Regions from separate parts of the Mus musculus genome. Here region 1 is linked to region 2. A link is a contact called in public ChIA-PET data. All regions are on one chromosome and are shown on one strand. Each heading gives the region's core, a stretch centred on a gene start, on an enhancer-like site or on the middle of the called end of the contact. The rest is flanking DNA. Distances are from core to core; before and after follow the strand shown. Region 1 overlaps Gm52887 (a long non-coding RNA gene). Region 2 has its middle 11 kb from the start of Gm38761.

The links. ChIA-PET counts read pairs in DNA pulled down with a chosen protein or histone mark.
Region 1: an SMC1A ChIA-PET map of the G1E-ER4 cell line shows a contact between it and region 2, with 7 read pairs. The contact joins two enhancer-like sites. A contact is called at or near these places in 2 of 39 promoter capture datasets (hippocampal neurons and liver), 2 of 15 datasets of contacts at CTCF or cohesin (the G1E-ER4 cell line and the NIH/3T3 cell line) and 1 of 115 datasets of contacts at active chromatin or transcription factors (embryonic stem cells).

The regions. Positions count from the first base shown.
Region 1 is chr6:5,313,560-5,318,946 of GRCm38.p6, forward strand. It overlaps Gm52887 (a long non-coding RNA gene), which reads left to right. Exons shown (of 4, transcript XR_003956397.1): 3 at 4,233-4,421. Among named protein-coding and RNA genes, the nearest start is that of Gm52887, 16 kb to the left of the region's middle. Within about 2 kb of position 1,707, at least 44 of the 459 cell types and tissues checked have an H3K27ac peak or open chromatin away from gene starts, as enhancers often do. A contact at or near this core is called in the G1E-ER4 cell line, where this site is marked.
Region 2 is chr6:4,662,041-4,668,106 of GRCm38.p6, forward strand. No RefSeq gene overlaps it. Among named protein-coding and RNA genes, the nearest start is that of Gm38761, 11 kb to the left of the region's middle. Within about 2 kb of position 2,466, at least 17 of the 459 cell types and tissues checked have an H3K27ac peak or open chromatin away from gene starts, as enhancers often do. A contact at or near this core is called in the G1E-ER4 cell line, where this site is marked.

The DNA of each region.
Region 1 (5,387 bases), core at 457-2,956, 650 kb after region 2:
TCTCTCTTAAACTTTTTTCTTTTTCTTTAAATTTTTTATTGATTCTTTGTGAATTTCACACCGTGGCCCCCAACCCCACTCATCTTTCCATCCCTCCATATCCCCTCCCAACCGCGCAACCTCCTCCCCACCCCCCAACCTCCTCCCCACCCCCCAACCTCCTCCCCACCCCCCCCCAACAAACACAAACAAACAACTATCATTGTGAAAATTTTGCTGTGGGAGAAACAGCCTTTCTTGCAAATGTTCATTACAGTGAGTCCTTGGTTTGGTTCAAGGTCTCTGGCTTCTGCTACACTCTCAATATTGGATCTTCACCAGGACTCTTCTTGGATATCCTGTTGTTGACTTGTGTCATGCAGATCCTGTAGCTTTGGTTCTGGAGGAGTGGCCCCTTTACCTGCTCCAGCAGTTCAGAGATGGGGTAGATGTGGGGGTGGGCCAGCACCAAGTCTTGAATCTGGGCCTGGGTAGTAGCTGAGATGCTCAGCCTAACAGCTGTCCCACACCCACACCATCTGAGCCAGGTCTCCAGTACTTCTCAGAAGAGGAACAAGGCTGTCTCTTCTACTCCCACATCACCAGGGCCACCTCTACTGTGCAGCCCAGGCAAGCTGTGGGCCACTCTCCCAGTGAGGGGCAGGGCTATGGCCCCAGGAGTCAGTCCAGACCAGGAATGTCTGCATGGTCTTAGGTGGTAACATGGGCCATGGACATCGACACAGTTACCTGCTGCTGCAGGACCATGGCAGACATGGCCGTCAGTATCAGCACAGGGAAGGACCTCACCATGGCCCCCAGTGGCACTGAAGTCTACTCATATCAGCTTGTTCATCACTACCCTCAAGTCTCTGGTTCCTCCTCTCTTCATTGCACACACACTGTTCTGCCTCTCTCTCTCTCTCTCTCTCTCTCTCTCTCTCTCTCTCTCACTTACTTGCTCATCTTAGTAGCACCCGGAGCTTCTGGATGTTTTCCAAATGGTGTCACGTAGACGTCATCTCTGGAGTGCTCTGCCCCTGCATCTCACTTAAACTTCTTAATTAAATTTATTATTGCTGCTGCTGCTACTACTACTGCCACTGCTACTATATGTGTGTAAGATATGCGCTTGCATGGCAGTGTGTACTTGTACAGGTTTAACGACAGCTTTACCATATGTGAATCCTAGGTTCTAGTTCTTATATATGTGCATTTATTTAGGAGTGAGTGTGTTTAGAGGCCAGAAAACCAAAAAGAGGCCATGAAGGGAGAGGAAGGAGGTTTGTGGTAGGGGGTGGAATATATAAGAGGACACGTGTGATATTAAAATTGAGATGGTAATACTGGGGAGTAAAAAGTTGTTAGTGAAAAAAAAAAAAAAGAAAGATGTTAGTGGGATTGGGTGGGGGAAGGAGTGGCTTGGGGAAAGGGCCAACCAGCACTACTGGTATATGAGAAAGCTGTAAGTAAACCTGCTATTTTGTAAGCTAAATGTACTTGTTATAATAGTTTGTATGAAAATATGGTGTATGGAAGAAAAAAACCACTCCCAGAAGACAGTAAAAACAAGAGCACTAAAGGTGAACTTCCTCTTTGTGCAATGTTATCAGAGAGCCTCTTAAGGTCTCTAAAACAATGCAGGCTGTTGCCACAGCTAGTGGTTGCTAATAAGGCTTAGATAGTTTGGCCTGAACAGTAAAGATTTCACATGTGTTGACTTCAGGACACAAGAAGATAAGAAGTAGGGCCTAAGCTGGATAGCTTTCATAGTGCCAGAAGATATGGGCAGTAGGTAGGAGGGAGGAAAAAAAGTCACTAATAACAACAGGACACAGCTGTAGACTCTGTGTTCTGCACTACTGAGCTGCCAGCCAAGATGTGCCCACTGCTGCAATAGTAGCACGACTGTTACAGAGTTAACTGGTGGCTTAAATGATGTGTTCCTCCACAGCCTCATTTATGTGTCCCTTTGTGGGTGACACTGTTTGAGGAGGTAATAGAAACTACAGTATATGCGCGCCTGCTGGAGGAAGCATGCCACTATGGGAGGACTTTGATAGCACTCTCCCACTTGTTTGCTTTCTGCTTCCTTATGTGGTTGAGATGAGATTTCTCAGTTTTTTACACCTGAGAAAACATTACATGGTAATGGCTTTACCACCTGCCTTCTGACTGGATTTGAGGCCCACTCTGTAGTGGAACTTTAATCCAGCAGCATGGCTGCTATGGCAAGGGTTCCCATCCAAAGACCTACACCTGTGTGATCTGGCTAGATTGTAGACACACCACACACCATTAATCTCTCTGGCTGGAAAAGAGACACTCTTTTAGTACACACCTGTAATCTCTCAGAATGGAAGTAAAGTTAATTTGTAGAAGTAAACAACCATGTTTGAAAATGGTGTCTAATTGAGAGACAAAGTAACAAAGCAAAGAAAGATTTGATGGAATGAGTCAGATATAGGATACACCCAACTCTCATGACTGGAAAGGAAGGCTACTTAAGAGAGTAGAATAGAGAGAGACAGAGAGAAGGAGAGAAGAGGCAGTTAAACATGGACAGTTTTACAGAGAGGTTGCAGGTAAAGACAGAATGAACCAGAGAACGAAGCCTGAAGATTAGAACAGATTGCCAGAGTTAGTTTGAGGCTAAGCACAGCTACTCAGTGTGAAGCCGAGAGGAGCAAGATTGAATCAGTCAGCTTGGAGAGGAGTTTGAGCCAGAACAGCTAAGTTGAGCCAGCCAGCCAGAATTCAGAAAAAGCTAGACATATTTATTCAGGGTCAATTTATTCATCAGTAAGCCTTCAAGAGGATAATTACATGTGACAAATTCAAGTTACTTTTACACTGCTCAATAGGAAGAAATGCGTGCTTGGAACTCAGAAGCACTAGAGGGGTAGCCTGTATTATTGTTTTGTTAAATGGCTGTGTTGTGCCATTAAACTGTCTTGTGAATGGTTAAATCCACAGACTATTGCTGCAATCAGCCTTGGTGAGAGATTTATTTATTTATTTATTTATTTATCTATTTATTTTGGAGTGTGTGGGTACATGTTCTGGCCTCGCCTCAGGTCAAGGTGGCTTAGGAGGTGAAACACAGGGAGCTTGACTGCACTTAGCCCACACCATAGCCAGGCGGGTGCTGGGCTTTAGGGAAGCACCAAGCACTGTTCCAGGGGTGGGAAACGCAATCTGAGATGCGAGAAAGCCAAAGCTGGAGTTCCCAGACCCCTCGGGGAGCACCCAGCCATCCGTGAGGTGCTGCACAAAGGAGTCCATAACCAGCGAGGCCTGACCTGGGTACTCTCACACTCTTGGACATTCAAGCATGGGGGTGGGGGGGGTGGGGGGATAGGAGCTCCTGTTTTGCTCATCAGTGAAGGTCCTTAGCTTGGCTGCGGTTGTGGCTGGGAGCACAGATGAGCCTCCTACAGGAGATTTAGTCAGCCTGTGGCTCTGTCGGCAAAGGGCTGCTCCGTGTTCCCCATGGCAGTTCTTGATGAAAGAGACAGTCCATGGTCCCAAACTGTTTATTGGTTCTTCACCTTGGAAAATGGATACATACTGTACCAGCTTCTCACAGTGGACACGAGATTAAATACTGTAGCCGCCTGCGGCCACACTAACTGCGTTCCTGAGTGGGAGGCCGGAGCTGTATGGAAGGAAATGGCGAGAGAAATAATGGAGGAAAAGATATGTTTCTGTTCAAGGCCGCAAAGTTTACTAAGAGTCTGTGCTTATAAAGGGGGGAGGCCCATCCCTCACCAATCCATTCTTGGTGCCTGTTTGTTGGGAGCTATTAAGGCAATGCTATTGTCCTGATCTCTGAATTGGGCCTCTCCCCCCCCCCAGAAGAAAAGAGGGTCAAAAGCAGGTCACCAACACACTGCTCCAAGAACAACCACAGATTGTTCCAGCCCTAAGTCAGCGCCGGATGTCCTGACCTCAAGATACCCTGATGCCACCAAGTTCCTGCTTCCCCTTGTAGTCGCCAAAAGAAAAATTTCCGCTGCCCCATCCCGCCAGCTGAGAAGTACTTCCTCTCTTTCTGCTGCCCCATCCCTCCTGCTGAGGTGCATTTCCTCTGCCCCATTCCTCCTGCTGAAAGGCACTTCCCCTTTTGCCTGTGTATTTAAACCTTGGGCCTGGCTAATACATTTTGGGGTCTTGATACAACTTCAGAACGGTTTCCGTGTCGTTACTCGTACAAGACCCTCGTCTCTCTCTACCCCCCATTTGGTTCTTAGGAGGAGGTCCCCTCGAGACCCTCGAATAACTGGACCTGCTGGACGGGTCAAGTGGCGCCTGACGTGGAGCATGAGGTACGACTGCCCTCTGGACAACGGATTAAGGATTAAAGAAGTACCGCGCAGACAGAGAAACAGTGGGACAGTCCACCGACACTTCACTCCAGTGTCGAGTACGGATGTCGGGAGGTAAGCCTAGGCATTCAGTTGTCCCATTAACCATGGGGAATTTAGTCAAGAGATAAAAGGTTCTCTTAAGGAGAGAGGGATAAGAGTTTTAAAAAAGGGGAATTTAATAAAATATTTTTGTTTTGTGGACGAGAGATGTCCATGGCTGGTATTGAATGGTTCTGAAATACACCCTTTAACTTAGAATAAAGTAGGCAAAGATGTTAATGCTTTGATAAAACAAGGAAAAGATGTCCCTGAGTCCTTTTTAGCAATTGGGGAATCAACAGAGATCTCCTTAAACAGGCAGAAGTGGGCAGAGAAGGTGCTTGCCTCCTAGCCCTTACTGAAGATTTTTTTAGAAAACTCCCAATCGCAGTCTCACAAAAGCAAAACTAAGCCACCGGCGCACAGTATCTCTATTAGAAGGTTTAGCAGAAGGCTACTTGATACCCAATGAATGGAATAAAGTTATTCAGTCTGTCCTCACTAGAGGCCAATATTTAACTTGAAAGTCAGAGTTTGTGGAAGACAGCCTCCTGGACTGCTGACAAAATCTGTGGTTAAGGCAATTTCGCTGCAGACATAAAACAATTAGGGCTCTCCCCTGTTGTCCTCGCCCAGACAGCACAAGCGGCCCTGAGAGCTTGGCGCGTTGTCCCTGCAGCAAGGGCGCTAACTATGCCCCTAACCAAGATTATACAAGGGCCCCAAGAGTCCTATGCACAGTTCGTTGCCAGATTGCAGGAAGCAGCTGAGAGAATTTTGGGACCTGAGTAAAGTGACGGTCTGTTAGTCTGACAACTTGCTCTTGAAAACGCCAATTCAGCATGTAGGGCTGCCCTGAGAGGTAAAACCAAGAGTTTAGATATAAATGGTATGATCAAGCTTTGTAATGAGGTAGATGTGTTTTCTCAACAAGTTTCTAAGTCTATTAACCTGGTCATTGGGGCTGCTCTAACTCCAGCTCCAAGATTGGTGTCGAGC
Region 2 (6,066 bases), core at 1,216-3,715:
GCTTACTTTTCCCAATTATATTTAAAGTTAACTTCTCTACTTCCAAAAATATCCTAGTCTCACAAATAAAACAAGCTTTACTAACTGCAGGATAAATGATATTCTTTGGTTCTTAAGTTCAGAAATGGTGGACTTTTTCACTTATGCAAGTCTTTTTGTGATCATCATGGTGGCATTTTGAAATTTCCAGTTACATAAAATTCCCCCAGGACAATTCATTCCTAGATGTTTTAGTTGCTGATGTTTGGTTATTGTTTGGCTGTCATTTTAAGTGAGGAACATCTCCCTAGTACCTTGTAACTAGTATATATATATATATATATATATATATATATATATATATATATAGTTGTCTTTATATTAAATCTCTATCCCACTATATTAGCCAGTTTTAAAGGTGATTTTTCTTACTTGTTTGTGATTGTTTATCTGGCTCTTCTTAATGCTTATATTTTTCTTCGTCCTTATATTGATAGTTCAGCCTACTCGTGCTTTAGTTTTCTGCTTCTGATGACTCTGCATTATCAGATTGTCATGTCACTTTTGTGGTCTTGTCTTGGTGACTCATGTGTAAGCTGCTTGGGTCCTAACACCTCTGTACTTCCCTCTCACAGGATGGACCCTGACAAGCAAACACCGGTCTGGGCTCTGTTTCAAACTACTGGGTTCCATTTGTTGAAAGGAGAGTAAAGATTGCTGCTACTTTTTGGAGACAATAGAGATGACCTTTTCATTTTAAACTATTGGTTAATTAATATATTGAACAACGGGGAGATAGAACCTGTAGAGACCATATCCAGTGGCTAGGCATGGCCCCCAGTTGAAGGATGGGGCCACTCATGCACCTCAAAAATATTAATCCAGAATTCCTCCTGTCAAAAGGAAATACAGGGACAAAGAGTGGAGCAGAGACTGAAGGAAAGGCCATCCAGAGACTGCCCCACCTAGGGATCCATCCCATTTGCTGACACCAAACCCAGACACTATTACTGATGCCAAGAAGTGCTTGCTGACAGGAGGCTGGTATAGCTGTCCCCTGAGAGGCTCTGTCGGGACCGGACCAATACAGATGTAGATGCTCACAGCCAACCATAAGATTGAGCGAGGGGACCCCAATGGGGAAGTTAGGGCAAGGATTTTAGGGGCTGAAGGGGTTTGCAACCCCATAGGAAGAACAACAATATCAACCAACCAGACACCGCCACCCCCACCCCCCAGAGCTTCCTCAGACTAAACCACCAACCAAAGACTAGTCAGGGAGTACCCGTGGCTCCATCTGGATATGTAGAGGAGGATTGCTTTGTTCTGGCATCACTGGGAAGGGAGCCCTTTGGTCCTGTGGCTTGATTACCCATGATAGGGGAACACTAGGCCACTGAGGCAGGAGTAGGTGGGTGGGTGGGAGAGCACCCTCATAGAGGCAGGGGTGAGGGAGGAGCGGATCAGGTGCTTGGGGAGGGGAAACTGGGAAAGGTGGATAACATTTGAAATGCAAATAAATAAAATAACCAATAAAAATGAAAAGTTGTAAGTTAAAAAATATATAGGATTTACACAGCATTGAATTAGACATGCACCTTTTGTCCAGATTTCTGGCTGGTTTTGTATCTGTTCAGCTGACTCATCCTGCTGCTGACGTGACTGGCCCTCCTGCTGCTGGCTTGGAGCAGTTCTTTGTACAAAGTGCACATCCCTTATCAGATGAAGGAGCAGCAGACATTTTCCCCGTTCTTCAGAATTTCTGTTCACTTCCTTGATGGTGGTGTTTGATATGTGAACCTTAACAGAGTCAACTTCTTCCATATTCCTGAGCTTATGGTTTTTAAGTTGATGCTTTGAGACCTCTTGAATTATTATTTTTATATAATTTTATTGGCATATATGGGGCCTGTATCAGGAAGTCATTTTCCCTCAGCTGTACCACGTCCGTCGGCTGGATTCATCCCCCACTCTTTCCTTGCTTGCCCCTCCACTCCCATTATTCCCCCTAGACTCATATCCAGCCTTATGTCCTAGCCTCATGACTTAAAGTATATGTATAAAATCTAGAGCCTACAAGTGAGAACATGCAGTATTTCTCTTCTTATTCTGCTTAATATGATGGTCTCCGTTTACCTCCACATTCTTGTCAGTGTCATAATTTTATTCCTTATGGCTGAGAAGAAAAATCCCTTCATGTGTGAGTATCACAGTTTCTCTATTCACTCATCTGTGATTTTTTTCAAATGTGGCACAAAGGGTAACCCCATTCTTTCTTCTCATCTCTCTTTTTTCAATTCAGATTACTACCGTACCCTCACAGATGATAGACAAGTTCTCACCACTGAACTAAACCCCTACCTCTTTTACTTTTTTTTTTCTTTCTCATTAAGTCTTGCTTAATTCGCCAGCTGCCCTCTCCTTGCCTCAGACTTCCAGGTGCCTAGAACTGCATCTATGATTGCACCACAGTAGCCTCTAACCACATTGTTTGCATGTGGCTATCTTATCTTCTCAGCATCACTTGATGGGGGCTTTCTTTCACCACCAAATGGCTTCTGGGATCTTTCAAAAACAGTCAGTTGTTTAGAGGGTAAGGGCCTGTGCAGAGGGTAAGGAAAGATAATGTTTGTGTGTGGAGGGGTCTGGTCAAGGTACACTATACAAACTTAGCAAGAATCATAATGAAGCCCATTATTTTATATAACAAATACACACTACTAAGAAAATCAGTTGATCGCCTACAGTGTATTTAAATATGAATTTATATCTTTAGGTATATCTGGATCATTTTAAAACATCAACCTTCCTGGCCGGGCGTGGTGGCGCACGCCTTTAGTTCCAGCACTTGGGAGGCAGAGGCAGGCGAATTTCTGAGTTTGAGGCCAGCCTGCTCTACAGAGTGAGTTCCAGGACAGCCAGGGCTACACAGAGAAACCCTGTCTTGAAAAAAACAACAACAAAACAAACAAAAAACAAACAAAAACCCATCAACCTTCCAGAACTAGGGAAGCTCAGTTGACATATTGCTTGCCTAGCACACACAAAGCTCCGGGTTCAATTCCAAGTGCCACATAGACCAGGCGTGGTGGTACACACCTGTGATCCTAGAACTAGGAAACTGGCGGCTGGGCATCAGATGAAGGTCATACTTGGCTACATCGCTAGCTTAAGACCAGCCTGTAGTACATAAGATTGCTCTTAAGAAGGAAATCAATCTGCAAAGTTCAGTTGTGACTGTCATTCTTTAACCCATTTACCTTGAGCGTCATTTCTGGTAAGACAGACGTCACTTTGACCATTTGCTAACTGTTATACATGTCAAAGTTTTTCGGTCCCCTGTTTCCTCATTCTTGCCTTTCGCGTTTTTTTTTTTTCTTTCAGTGAATAATTTAAGTTACTTCCTTTTCTGTACATTCTACACATACACAATACACACACAGAGACATCACACATACCTGTACTCATACCCCTCACACTCAGAGACAACACACACATGTACACACACATACACACATACACAGACTGCACAAAGACACAAACACACACACAACACAGGGAACATAGACACACAAACACATACAAAACACACACACAAACTCACAAAACCCACACACATGCAGACACTCCTCTCTCCTTTCTATGTGCATTTCTCTGTACTGGGGGTTGAACCCATGTCTTCCCAGGTGCTTCTGAGCATCTCCCGATAGCACCCTGCTTCTAAATTCACACTGATACCAACTGACAAATGTTTCTGTCTTCTTTTGACTTACTGACGTCATTGCTACGAACACGTGATGAAATTTTTCGTTGTCAACTTGGTGGCATTTGGAATAACCCAAAGGACACACTCTAAGGTGTGTCTGTGAGATCACACACAAGAGAGGTTTAACAGAGGAGGGAACACCCATCTTGAATGTGGTTCACTTTATGCTATTGGAGGTCCTGGACTGCATAATGAAGACAAACTCATTGGGGAACCAGCAGTCACCTCTTTTCCTGACTTGGCTGCCACATGACCAGCCACCTTGTACCCCTGCTACCAACACCCTCTCCCCCACCCCACCCTGATGAACCTTATCCTCAAACCCTGAGCCAGACTGAACCTGCCTTCTCAAAAGAGCTTCTGAAAGGGCTTTTCTGAGCAATGAGTAAAGTCACTGAGACAGTTCTCAACAGTATGGATTAGTTATTTATCTTTTAACTCATTTACCTTTAAATCTTTGACTACAAATCAAAACTACAAAGCACTGGCTTTCATAGTCACCCATCACGACAGAAGTGGCTTTTCTATTAACCTCGATTCTCACCCTCATTGAAGACAATGTGTCAAGGGGATTCAGACTCCTGTTGTCTGTCTTGACCAGGACTACTCTTCAGCATCCCTTGGCAGTCAGGCCTAATGATATGTAAACTCCCTCAGCTTTTATTTTTCTGAGACTGTCTTAATTGCTCTGTGTTGTCTAGTGGATAGTTTTGTTAGATACAGACTTTGAATTGACAGCTTTTTGTTTTCAAGTTGGGACAGTTAAGAAGAAAATGACAGAGAGGACTTCCATTGTTTGGATCTGATTTTTAGTGACAATCTCACCTATCGAGAACTCAAAAATGAACAGATGGCTTGGCCACCTTTACGTTGGTCCTTCTGAATGTTCTTCGTGCTTGCTTATGTCTTCACTACAAGCCTTTCTTTCTGTGCCTTTCATGCTGGGGTGTGACAGAGGGCAAAGTATTCAAAGATTTAGATATCTCTTTAAAAGGAGACAACCAAGGAGACGTAAAAGGAGACATCTGAACCTAGTATAAAGTATGAGAGTACTTTGGTAGATGGAGATTGTACACCATGTTTGTGAAAGAATTTGGGGGCCTTAAGAGCACCTTTGTGTATTTGCAAGAACTAAATATTTAGGATCAATGCACTGACCAGTAAAGTGACTGTATTAGTAGTGTCATTAAATATCATCCCTATATTTATACTCTGTCCCATAGTTTTATATGCTTTGCCCACTCTGATTTAGGGCTCTGCTAATTGACTTGCTACTAAGTCAGATACTAGCAAATGTGTCACAAGTAGTGACTTGAGAGATTTACACGTTGAATATTTTAGTTACTCTCATCTCTGCCATACCATGAGAACACATCCTGCCAGCCTAATCCAGACAGGGAAGAAATTCGGCATTGCCCCCATCTAAGATGAGGCTGTCCTACATGTGTCAATGTACGGAGTTGTCATCCAACACAAAGCAGAAGAGGAAATCCAGCTGATATTAGAAGCATCTCCCATTAAAATGGATGACTCACAAAGACCTTCACAAAGTTCTTTAAATCAGCTAAGATTCAGAATGGCTTTTTTCACATCTCAATGATGGCAGCAGATAACTGTGTATCTGTGAAGAAAGAAGCTACGCAGTATGTCCTCTGCTTCATTTTAAATTTTAAGTATTCGGAACTTCTCACGGAGTAGACTTGACAAGCTTGTGAGTCATTCTGATATAAAGAGTGGACATGATTGATTTTCTTTCTCACTCGGAAAGCTCTTAAGAGTCTAATCCATGGCTCTCATCTATCAAGATGAAGCACCAGTAGGCGTTGTTATGTCTCAGTAGGAGCTGCATGCACAATAAGTGGAGACTTCTCTCTCTTAATGGCCATAACGGTCTCAACATTCAGACATCTGAACACACACCAAAAAAAAAAAAAAAGGCATAATTGTCAGCGAACATCACAACGAGAGATTACCAGAGGTCAGCGGGGTTATAACTCGTGTTTATTTTTCCATGTGTTTATTGCTCCGGAGGTCTGCTTGAGACAGACTGTGTTATACATTCACCTGAAGAAGACCCCTGGACTTCCTATCTATATCCATGCTAGAACCTTTGACCTAGGCAACATGATGGCTAGCTAATATTTAGCCATCTGCTATAGCGCAATGAGGTTAGTTTCAGAAGACTGACAAAAAAAATTATTTTTACAGGTGGCATTGAAAACTCCCAAGATGGCACATTTACTTTTCTTGTCCCTAGAAAGATTTCATATTTCTGATAAGAAATAAAAATGCTCAAAATTAAAAAAAAGTCTTGCATGTAT